2 separate regions of the Danio rerio genome follow, and region 2 is linked to region 1. The links are chromatin contacts, called in public HiCAR-type maps. All regions are on one chromosome and are shown on one strand. Each heading gives the region's core, a stretch centred on a gene start, on an enhancer-like site or on the middle of the called end of the contact. The rest is flanking DNA. Distances are from core to core; before and after follow the strand shown. Region 1 overlaps srgap2 (SLIT-ROBO Rho GTPase activating protein 2). Region 2 has its middle 17 kb from the start of zgc:101564.

Region 1 (2,913 bases), core at 183-2,682:
AGAGATTTATGTCAATTTGGCAAGCTAAACACATTCTGTACTGTGCAGGAGATGTGGCATGGAGGAGATTGACTGACAATGGTCTATAGCAAATCAGGACGCAGAACACAATGTGCTGTAGAAAAAAAAACATGTCAAAACGCATGAAAGAAATCTGCGGAACTGCTAGGCTGCAAAAAATGAACCGCGTAATAGCAAGGGACCACTTTTATTTTTAATTTATAACATTTTATGAGTTATTCATTAAGAAATCAATGAATACTTTCCAAATCGATCTGGTGAGTTTTCATTTCACAAAATATATCACAGTAAAACAAAATATCACATTGTCATAATTTTCCAATATCGTGCAGCCCTAATATAATATAATATAATATATACATATATATATATATATATATATATATATATATATATATATATATATATATATATATATATATATATATATATATATATATATATATATATATAGTCTTATTTTTTTGTTTGGCTGGAATAAGGAAAAATATATGTATGTATATGTTTGTTTTTTTCCAATTGGCTACAAAACAACCCACTGTTGTCTAATGACCTGCCTAATTAACCTCGTATAGCCCTTATATTACACTTTAAGCTGAATACTTGAAGAGTTTAGATGCAAAAACCTCTAAAAGCCATCTGATATTTCTAAAAAACTTTCTAAAATTAGCATTTTTCTCCGGCTTTTGTGTGTAGGCTCAGTCATTTTACTTTTATTCATTCATTTATACATTCATTTTCTTTTCGGTTTAGTCCCTTTATTAATCTGGGGTCGCCACAGCGGAGTGAAACGCCAACTTATACAGCACATGTTTGATGCAGCGGAACAGCAACCTTCTTGCTGTGAGACAACAGTACTACCTACTGCGCCACCGCGTCAACCCATTTTACTTTTATAGTGACGAATAAGTTATTTACATTGCCTTTAGAGTGAAACAACTGAACATAAACATAGGAGGCTGACAAAAATGATCATTTAAGGAGGACATTTCAGATGGCATTTAGAGATTTTTGCATCAGAACTCTTCACTTGTATCTTGCAAAGTAACTAGTAAAATATTATTTATTGTAACTACGAAAAATACAAATGCATATTCAAAATTAGTTATTAAAAATAATTATGTTTAAAAATGTATTGAAAAAATCTTCTTTCTGTTAAACAACACTTGTGAAATACTTTAAAAAAGAATAAAATAATTGTAATATTTATATAGACACATGCACATATACAGTATAATGTAAATGTGTCTTGACTTGACGTGACTCAAAGCCTCAGGAAAGCAAAAGGAGATTCTTACTAAACCCTAAAAGCTAAAAACACATCATCTCAGCAGCTCAAAGTCTTAATTACACCACCCATGCAATCCAAACAATCCTGTGAATCAAAACCACAAGAAATGAGCCACGTCTCTAAGCCTGCATCTCACATCCAGACACGTTGCTTTCTATTTACGGTGACAGCAATCTAAAGTCACTTCCTCTTCAACATCCAAAGCATTTATTAAAAAGCTCCAGGAGGGCATTTCATTAGCACTTAGCCTTAAGCTTGGAGGATAACCTTGGCTTTAATCGAAAACGGACTGCTCATGATGATGTTTTACGAGTCTGGTGTTCTTTTGGGAGACTACTTTGTGTGCTGACACATGCTGAGAGTCAGAAACGGATCTGTGTCTTCAACCCTTGAACTGACGGCTTGAATGAGCATAATATATGTAGGAAGTAAACTTTAAAAAGCAACCGACTCCCAGTAGGGCTCTGTTGCTCTTTATAATGTCTCTTTATCTTTATAAAGCTCAATTCATCACGTCTAACCGGTTGTGCATTAAATCAAGCCTGTCTGATCAACTCATTTCTGGTTTTGTGGTTGGGCTGAGCAGCTGCTTCAATAAAACGTGGGGCCAAAATTCACTGCCAATGAATTCTGCCAAGATTATGTGCCTCGTTTTCATGCTTTTCTCCTTTATTTTGTGTGTGAGTGTGTTTTTGAATTCCCTCACAAGGAGTCTAGACTCACCAGTATTCCTCAGGGGCTCCTCCACGGTCGTAGACGGGGCCCTCCAGCTCACGGGGCCCTGGAAAGATGCTCTCGTGGTGGATAATAATGGTTTTGATGAGCTCGTTCACATGTGCCTGGCAGGAGACCTGATCGTGGCCCTCAGGAACAGACATGAGTGTGGGGCCGAAGCAGATAGCCAGGTTGTAGGGGTCCATCATGTTGTCGTCACTGTACTGAGACAGACTAATAAAAAACGAAAGAAAGAATATTTTAATAACATTTTGTTAACACAATGGATTTGAAATGAAACAAACAAGATGTGCATTAACTGCAGACTCTTAGATTTAACCTCTTAGGGCTTAGTGGCCACATACGTGGACAGCACATTTTAGCTCTTGAGTGATTATTTAAAATGCTTTGAATGTTTTATATTTTGTTACAGACATACAGTGTCATCCTGCAACTGTTTTGCAGCATATGAAATGTCCCAAACACTATTTTAACTGTCCAAAATAGGGGAAAAAAAGTTTTTACTCTGATAGTCAAAACACATTAAAACATTTTTTCTTTCAGGAAAAAGTGTTTTATGTAAATTGGGACTATGAGTCCACATATATGGGCATAATTTTCCTCTAAGAGTACATCATATCAAAAGATGATACTTTTTTTTTATTCTAATTAGGTTTCAATAAGCCCAAATAGCAAAGATAAATAAAAAATGCTTGTAAAAAACACCTTGGGCCTTTGGAGGTTAAAAAAAATGTATGGCAATCAACATTTTTATTAAATACTTTGCACTTGATTAGCAACATAATTTGTAAGCCACCTTTGACTAATTCAATTTTAGTTAATATTATATTACTACTAGTAAGCAGTTTTGGGTGTAATAAGATATA
Region 2 (3,246 bases), core at 137-2,636, 180 kb after region 1:
AGGGCAGTATATTTGGTGATGATTGACCTACTGTACTTTGTTTTATGTAAAAGCATTGTAAAAACCCAATAAACATCCATTCATTCATTTTCTTTTCAGCTTAGTCCCTTTATTAATCTGCGGTCGCCACAGCGGAATAAACCACCAACTTATCCAGCACCTGTTTTAAGCAGCGGATGCCGCAACCCATCTCTGGGAAACATCCATACACACTCATTCACACTCATACACTACGGACAGTTTAGCCTACCCAATTCACCTGTACCACATGTCTTTGGACTGTGGGGGAAACCGAAGCAACCGGAGGAAACCCACGCGAAGGCAGGGAGAACAATCTAACTCCACACAGAGACGCCAACTGATCCAGCCAAGGCTCGAACCAGCGACCTTCTTGCTGTGAGGTGACAGCACTACCTACTGCGCCACTGCGTCGCCCCCAATAAACATAGTGTTGGATATTTATGAATTTGCTTATTTCTTTTACGCTAACATATTTAAGTATTTATCTTGGTATAAATGTTTGGTAATTAATTCATTTAATTTATTCATTTATTAATAATTTAGCACTTTCACAGACCCTCAAAGCACCTTACTGCTAGAATATTAAACATATTTGGTGTCAATAAATCATAATTTGTGTCATATTTGATTTACCTCCCCAGTGTATCAGGTTTTTATTCATTCATTTACTTTTCAGCTTAGTCCCTTTATTAATCTGGGGTTGCCACAGGGGAATGAACCGCCAACTTATCCAGTATATATGTTTTACAAAGCGGATGCCCTTCCAGCTGCAACCCATCACTGAGAAACATCTATACACAAACAATATAGACAATTTAGCCCACCCAGTTCACCTATACCACATGTTTTTGGACTTGTGGGGGAAACCAAAGCACCCGGAGGAAACCCACATGAACATGGGGAGAACATGCAAACTCCACACAGAAATGCCAACTGATATAGCCGGGGCTCGAACCAGTGACCTTCTTGCTGTGAGGCGATTGTGCTACCCACTGTTCCACAGTGCTGCCTGTGTCAAGTATTCATGCCCATAATCTCAAAAGAGCAAATATGAAAAGATGAGAATGTTTATTAACTCTTAACTCTTTATTAACTCTTAAATTGAAACATTTCAGCTTTACACCAAACCACATTCCTGACTAAAGTTATTTTCCACTTCAGATTAAACTGACATTTCTCTAGAAAATGCTGACTTACTTTAGCTGTGATAAATTATAATAACTGTTCAGACACATCGTAACTTGAACAACACCTTTCAGTATTTGAGGCTCATCTATCAAAACAGTCTTTGTTTTTATTTGCACCCTTCCACACCTTAGTAATTCATTTGTCAAGCAGCTCTTTGTGTGTGTGAACACTTCCTGACAAACGCAATCAGGAGCATGAATGTTAAAAATTATATATTGCGCAACATAATGATACCACCACACCAAATGTTTAGTCTTGCCACTTTCATCTTGTTAATGGATAAAATCACATGCTGTCGAGCACAAAACTGGCTTGTGTGCTCAATCTAAACTGGAAATAACAAATCAGAAGAGACAACACACATAACATTTTGCTTGTTGTGGGCGATGCAGTGGCACAGTAGGTAGTGCTGTCGCCTCACAGCAAGAAGGTCTCTGGTTCGAGCCACGGCTGGTTCAGTTGGCATTTCTATGTGGAGTTTGCATGTTCTCCCTGTGTTCGTGTTTCCTCTGGGTGCTTTGGTTTCCCCCACAAGTCTAAAGAAATGTGGTACAGATGAATTGGGTAAACTAAAATTGTCTGTAGTGTATGTGTGTGAATGAGAGTGTATGAGTGTTTCTCATTGATAAGTTGTAAAAACATACTGGATAAGTTGGTGGTTCATTCTACTGTGGCGACCCCAGATTAACAAGTCGAAAAGAAAATGAATGAATGAATTATAATTTGTTGTTGAATGTGTACAGTTTCAATTGTATTTATATATTTTATATATTATATATTTATATATATAATATATATTTATTATATATTTCTATCAGATATGCTCACTTAATTTTATTTTTTATTTTATTTAATTTTTTATTTCATTTTTTGCTTTGCTTTGGTTTGCTTTGATTTGCTTTGCTTTGCTTTGCTTTGCTTTGCTTTGTTGCTGTAATGATTAAACTTTTCAAGTTCTGAAAGTTACTTCAACTCAAAAGAAAATTCATATTAAGAGATTCAGGCAAACACTTTAAAGCAAACACTTTTCTCTATGATGGTGACTTTAGTCTATGTGGTCCTCATATGTTTTATGATAACTGGGCCACATTTGCCATATCTTCTCTGAGCTGCTTTAAGCTCAAAGCCACATTAGCCAGAGCGAACTATGCCAAATATTTGCCAAAAGTGGCCCAAATTTGTTTCAGGTTAACTGGGCCACTATAGGCTAACGGCTGCATTAGCCAGAGTTTACTGTGCTGAATATTTGCTAAAAGTGGCCCACGTATGTTTTAAAATAACTGGGCCACATTAGGCTCACAGCCGCAGTAGCCAGAACTTACTGTGCCAAATATTTATCAAAGACGGCACATATATGTCTTAAGATGGCTGGGCCACATATGCACTTACACGTGTGAGCTACTTTATAGGCTTAGACCCAGATTACCCTTAAATGACTGTGCCACATTTTTGCCAACTGTGGAACACATTTGTCCTCTATTATTTGGGCCAAATTTATCATTTTTCACATGGTCGACATTAGGCTGACATTCAGATTACATTTTGCCATAAATGCCAAATCTTTGCCCTAAATGGCCCATATATGAATTTTAATCTTTGGTCCCCCTTTGCCATTGTACAGGGGGGTCACTTCAGGCTCACATTCATTTTGTCTGGGCTGAAGGAAATACCACCAGTGCCACATAACTGCCTAAAGTGGCCCACATTCGCAAGCTATCTGGGGTGACATCAGCCATATGTTACTAGACAACACACCACACACACTACAGCTGATTGGTGGAGGGTAAAGTCTAGATAGAATACAGCTGCGGATACACACACATCAATATAGCATCATTTTTGTGACTCTGCATAACAATAACTAATATTTTTACAGTACTGTGACGATTGGTTTCCCATTGATGGGTTGCAGCTGTAAGGGCATCCGCTGTGTAAAACATGCTGGATAAGTTGGTGGTTCATTCCACTGTGGCGACCTCATTTTTTAACAAACAGACTAAGCTGAAAAGAAATTTAGGGTGAGGGTAGGGGTAGATG

The links. HiCAR-type assays count read pairs that join an accessible place to other places.
Region 2: a contact with region 1 is called in a HiCAR-type map of caudal fin, with 4 times the contacts expected there. The contact joins two enhancer-like sites. A contact is called at or near these places in 6 of 18 Hi-C or Micro-C datasets (caudal fin, embryo, fibroblasts and 1 more) and 1 of 4 datasets of contacts at active chromatin or transcription factors (caudal fin).

Annotation. Positions count from the first base shown.
Region 1 is chr11:23,520,214-23,523,126 of GRCz12tu, forward strand. srgap2 (SLIT-ROBO Rho GTPase activating protein 2) reads right to left here. Exons shown (of 23, transcript NM_001048235.1): 18 at 2,036-2,260. Among named protein-coding and RNA genes, the nearest start is that of ikbke, 23 kb to the left of the region's middle. Within about 2 kb of position 1,433, at least 1 of the 62 cell types and tissues checked has an H3K27ac peak or open chromatin away from gene starts, as enhancers often do. A contact at or near this core is called in caudal fin, where this site is marked.
Region 2 is chr11:23,699,780-23,703,025 of GRCz12tu, forward strand. No RefSeq gene overlaps it. Among named protein-coding and RNA genes, the nearest start is that of zgc:101564, 17 kb to the left of the region's middle. Within about 2 kb of position 1,387, at least 2 of the 62 cell types and tissues checked have an H3K27ac peak or open chromatin away from gene starts, as enhancers often do. A contact at or near this core is called in caudal fin, where this site is marked.